Linked DNA regions of Triticum aestivum: region 1 is linked to region 2. Evidence: chromatin contacts called from public Hi-C data. All regions are on one chromosome and are shown on one strand. Each heading gives the region's core, a stretch centred on a gene start, on an enhancer-like site or on the middle of the called end of the contact. The rest is flanking DNA. Distances are from core to core; before and after follow the strand shown.

Region 1 (2,700 bases), core at 112-2,611, 160 kb after region 2:
GGAACTTTCTCGTACCTAGTTCACTTTGGCTTTCGGGCAGGAATTGGCCGGCAAAACCATGCCTGCTTCGATGATTTGACGCCATGCATGCAGCGGTGGCGCGCAGACGTGAGGGCATGTGTACATACTGCTCCTGCTACTTGAACAGATCAAGGCGTGAAGCTCGTAACGTGTACTCCTTCCACACATACATTCAAATCACCATCAGACAACTCGTCCGATCGATTGCTCATGATACGACAGCAACTACTCACTCCCGAGACGCTACGCGACGTGATTCGCCGGTTCAGTTAGGCTTGCTGACCGCAGATACTACCACGACTCCACCTGTAACAAGAAAGATTCGACCAGCCCCGCCACGAACACGGGAACCGCAACGGGGCACCGACGAGCCAGGCAAGCCGGCCTGCGCGGATCGGGAAACATGGCCCTTCCGGGCGGTGGCGCGACGGGCCACCCCGGCGAGAGCGATCGCGTCTTGCCCGGATCAGCCAGCAATAATGCCGATCGGCCACTCGTACCCGCCAATGATGAGTAATCGCAACTGCGACAGGGACCAACTCCAGGTAACGCACTTCACGGTCGCATCCCGGGGAGGCGCCACCCGCGGCGGCGCACCTGCCATTGCGGGCGTGCATTCATAGGGAAACGACATCGATTTACCCTTCTAACGTTCCCCCCTGGCGGCCGGGCTCGTCCAGACCTCGCCGGCGCCGAGGGTCACCGCGGCTGCGGACTGCGGCGGCAGGACCTGCCACGGGGAGAAATTTCAGCGCGGGGCACGTCATGGCGTGCGCGGCAAATACAAAATTGCTCGGTCGTGTTGACCGTTGAGTATGTCGACATGTCTGGCCTCCCTGGATAAGAGCGCGCCGTGCAGCTGCATGCCCGTCGCCGTCAGCGTCGGGGGCTCGGGCGACCGAGCGCCGGCAGGTGGCCACGTCCGACCACCAAGCGCGCCCAGCTCTTGGGCTGCCCATGAGCTGGTTCCACGGGGGGGCGCGATCGTACGTGGCACGGGCCAGGGGTGCGCGTCAGCGTCGACGGCTGCCCCGGCAGGAGTCTTTATTAGGTTCTCGCCCCGCGATCGTGCCTGTCTGGACGCCACATCGACCCACATGCGTCAATCATTACTACAATCTTTTTAAACCAGTGGTGCTTCTATATTTTTAGGAAGATCAGTACGATCTTTTTGAAGTTTTTTTAGTGGTGTGGGGCTTCGTTTTGGGGATAGCCATGAAAATGGTCACGTAGGACAAGTAATTCGAGTAGTATTTCTGTATGTATCTGACGTGGCGGCGTGATACGACTTGTCAGAGCTGAAGCTTCTCTCGCTCGGTCGCTCGGACACTTGGACCTGCCGCATGCATGCATTATTTGCTTTCGTTTTCGAACTTGTCTGGCCATGCATTTTCAAAACTGTAAATCACGTGGTGAACTCGCCTGCCAAGTTTCCAATCGAACAGCAGTGTCGTGTTCCCGCGCCTATAACAACAGCCAAACTTTTTGGACACCACATCACACCTCAAGAAGCAACCAAGAAACGCGCGCGGCTGGGTGCAGATCATCGACGGCGGAACGAAACGAAAGCAGCCCATAACGATCTCTTCGACTCGACCGGCCATGGACCCGCGGTGCAGCGGCCACTGGGAGAGCTCGTCGGAGGACGTGACGAGGTCGCTGCTGCCCCTGCACGACATCACGGCGGACGGCGGCGCCCACCGCCCCCCCTGCTCGCCGCTCGTCGCGTCGCTGCTCGCCAACAGGTACCTGTCGATCGCGGCCGGCCCGCTGGCCGCCGCGCTGATCTGCGCGCTCGTCGACCTGGGCCCCGGGCACGCGGCGGCGCGCAACATGCTCGGCGTGCTGGCGTGGGTGTTCATCTGGTGGATCACCGACGCCGTGCCGCTGGCCGTCGCGTCCATGGCGCCGCTCTTCCTCTTCCCCGTCTTCGGCGTCTCCTCCGCCGACGCCGTCGCCAAGGCCTACATGGACGACGTCATCTCCCTCGTGCTCGGCAGCTTCATCCTCGCCCTCGCCATCGAGCACTACAACATCCACCGCCGCCTCGCGCTCAACGTACGTTCATGGAGTCCTAGCAATTGATTCTTCCTGCTCGATCTCAGCGCACTGACATCGTGCGGCCCGCGCGCAGATCACGTCGCTCTTCTGCGGGGACCCGGTGAAACCGGCGCTGCTGCTGCTGGGCATCTGCGGCACCACCATGTTCGTCAGCATGTGGATCCACAACACGCCCTGCACCGTCATGATGATGCCGGTGGCCACGGGGATCCTGCAGAGGCTCCCCGGCGACGCGGCCGCCGGCGCCGACGCGCGCGAGTTCAGGCGGTTCTCCAAGGCGGTGGTGCTCGGCGTCGTGTACGCGTCGGCGATCGGCGGGATGGCCACGCTCACCGGCACGGGCGCCAACATCATCCTGGTGGGGATGTGGTCCACCTACTTCCCGGAGCAGGAGCCCATCACCTTCAGCTCCTGGATGTCCTTCGGCCTCCCCATGTCGCTCGTGCTCTTCGCCGCGCTCTGGGCCACGCTCTGCCTCATGTTCTGCTCCGACAACACCGGCAGGGCGCTCTCCGCTTACCTTGACCGCACCCATCTCAGGAGGGAGCTCAGCTTGCTTGGTACGTACCTTATCTTTCTTGCTCTCTCCTTCTCTGCGCACTTGAGGAAAATGACTGC
Region 2 (2,809 bases), core at 118-2,617:
CAGCACGGTGAGTGTGGAGACTCGGATTGGTGGTCTAGTAGGGCAGAAATCTAAATTTTTTTGTTTGCATGGGCTGTTGGACTAGTATTTTCTGCGATCAGGCAAGTGAAAATTATGCAAACTTGTTTCTTTTTGGTTGTGGTCGGATTTGAAATTTAAATTGACCGGGCCTATTTTGAATGGCCAACTTCTACATCACGGTCCACGGAATGCTCCTTATTGATCTGCATACTCGTATGTTTGACTTGGGGTCGGCGTTGGAGATGCACTAACCTCAGGTTGGTTGGAGGGTATGCGTTTATGATGAGGTAGGTATGTCGAGGTAACAAAAATAAGACGGCCGAGACGACCAATTCAGCTGCTAACAAACACGACGGGTAGCGCACGTAAGGCATGTAGGTTGGCCAAGCAACCCGCCGGCTGGTCTGACTAATTAATCAACATTATCTTGGATGTGACTGATTGAAATCAACTTTATCCTTGATGTGACTCATTCAAAGCATCATGATTGGAACACATAAACTTCTTTTAATCAACATGAACAGAAATCAAATTTAGCCTAACCTTGGCCATTTGGCACCTGCGTGCTAACTAGAGGCAAAGGGGATCGATGAACTAGGAGGCCGTACAGTATACGTAGGTACTCTTTGACTTGGGATTCTACTTGTAATTACAGTACATCACGCCGGTCGATCGGTGGTCACATTGCTGGCTGCGCTCATTCCAGACCGTCGTCGTCGGAGCCCACGGCCGCCGCGCGCCTTGCCGCCGGCCACACAATAAAACCGAGCCGGAGGCCTTGCTGCGCGCGGCCGCACCACCCAACGACGATTACTGCTAGAACTAAACTAACATACAGCTCGTGTCCACCAGATAGGAGACTAGCTCGCCGGCACCGGGCAAGCTACTCCTACTCGAGGCGCAGCATGCGCCTGAGGTCGCGCGTGGCGGCGTCGTTGACGACGGCGGCCGCGGGCTTCTGGAGCGGGAACTGAGGCAGCGGCAGCGAGCTCGGCTCGGGGGACGCGGCGGAGAAGGCCGGGCCGGCGTACACTTCCACCGCGGGGCGCCTCGCCGGAGCGGCCGCATACGTCACCTTCCCGTAGGAAGAAGAAGAAGAGGAAGGCCGCCCATGGTTTCTCCGGCCGGTCGTCGAGGCCGATGGAGGAGGAGACCTCCTGGCGGTGCCGGGGTTGCTGGGCCTCCGGTGCGCGGCGCGGATCCTCTGCGTCTGCGGCTGCAGGATGCTGTGCGGGCGGAGGACCTCGGTGGCCATATGAGCGGAGATGGACGATCGGAGAGAGGGAGAATCGGGAGTGGAGAACGCGGTCGATTGCTGTGTGGGAATGGAAGGCGGATGAGAGGGATATTGTAGGGGGCGGGGAGAAGGAGAGGGCCAGAGGGGGGAACGGGTGAAGTGAAGACGCGTTGTCTTGGCGGCCGACGCGGTGTTGCGGTGGACTTGGACGACTTCCTCCCAGTTTCGGTCCTCCCACGGGTTGGTTGGTTTGGTTGACCCGCGCTTCGGTTGCATGTTCGCGCCGGTTTCGTAGGGTCCCTTTGTTGTTCCCTTTACAGTTCACAGGTCCCATGTTTTCCTTTTCTCATAAATGACCGTGAATTGTAACGGGTTTAAAAAATTACATGTCCTAGCCCGATAAACATGGCTCGAGGCTCGTCATAGGTACACAATATACCTGGCCATGGGCCGTGCCGGGCCGGGCTTGGGCCAGGCCTAAAAAAGCCCATGGCAAAAAACTGAGGCCCATGCCCCCAGGCCCTACCATCGGGCCTACTTTTCAAGCCCAACCCGGGCCCATCATGTAAAAAGCCCTGAAAAGCCCTTAGGGCTTAGGGCTGTGGGCTGGGCCTCTTCCTCAAAATGCCAATATGCCAAGCCCAAACCCATCCAGGCCCTGCTGGTGGGCTCAAAACTCAGGCCCAAACCCAGCCCACGGGCAAGCCCATCGGGCCTAGGCCCTGGATTTTAGGGCCGACAGAGCCGGGTCAGAGATGGCCAGGACTAGTACACATCCTCTATTTCAACACGGCACCACATCTTTTTTATCGATAGTAACAGTGATGTTCACCTAATCAGAATGCATTGGAACATGGTCATTTCCAACTTGTACTGATCTAGGGGATAAGATGACAATAGATCTTATAACTAACCAATCACCAAATTAATTAGATTGATTATTATATGATTTCCATGCCAGTTGTGCTCCCCCAAGGCATTTATTGGAACATATGGCATATGAGAGCAATTCCTATGTTGGTGCACAATTTGTAACGATCCCAAATTCCCAATCCCCAGTTCAGATCAAGTCGAAAAAAATAAAGAAAGGAGATGAGGAATACGTGTTGCTACCTGCCGGTCGCAAACTCCTTTCTCTCAATTATGCCGACGGAACTCGATGCGCGTTGGCCGACTGACACCAGTCACCACGTGCGACACTTGCACAATGGCAAAGTATCAGGTGCTCCAAGGCTTGGGGTACTCCCGGTGCTCCAATGTAAAAATACATTTTTAAATGTTTCAGTAAAATTCAGAAAAAAATATGAATGTTCACAACGGATGTGACTATCACCCCTAAAAATTTCAGACCCAAACTCAAAAAGAACATTGAGATAAAAAAAGTGAAATCTAGCATGAATAGTGTAAAAAAAAAGACAATAGCAACATTGACACTATTCACATCTGAATTTATCTTTTTTTTTATCTTAATGTGCATTTCGAGTTTGAACCTAAAATTTTTAGGAGTTGTCGTGACATTCCTTGTGAACACTCATATTTTTTTTCAGATTT

Evidence for each region. A called contact is a pair of places that touch in the nucleus more often than the background predicts.
Region 1: a contact with region 2 is called in a Hi-C map of leaf, with 2.4 times the contacts expected there. The contact joins the promoter of LOC123121908 here to the promoter of LOC123121907 in region 2. A contact is called at or near these places in 1 of 5 Hi-C or Micro-C datasets (leaf) and 1 of 1 datasets of contacts at active chromatin or transcription factors (leaf).

Annotation. Positions count from the first base shown.
Region 1 is chr5D:377,167,874-377,170,573 of IWGSC CS RefSeq v2.1, forward strand. LOC123121908 (tonoplast dicarboxylate transporter) reads left to right here and starts at 1,362. Exons shown (of 6, transcript XM_044542000.1): 1 at 1,362-2,079; 2 at 2,156-2,642. The coding sequence starts at 1,624.
Region 2 is chr5D:377,003,655-377,006,463 of IWGSC CS RefSeq v2.1, forward strand. It overlaps LOC123121907 (adenomatous polyposis coli protein 2), which reads right to left and starts at 1,368. Exons shown (of 1, transcript XM_044541999.1): 1 at 506-1,368. The coding sequence starts at 1,276. The coding sequence ends at 911.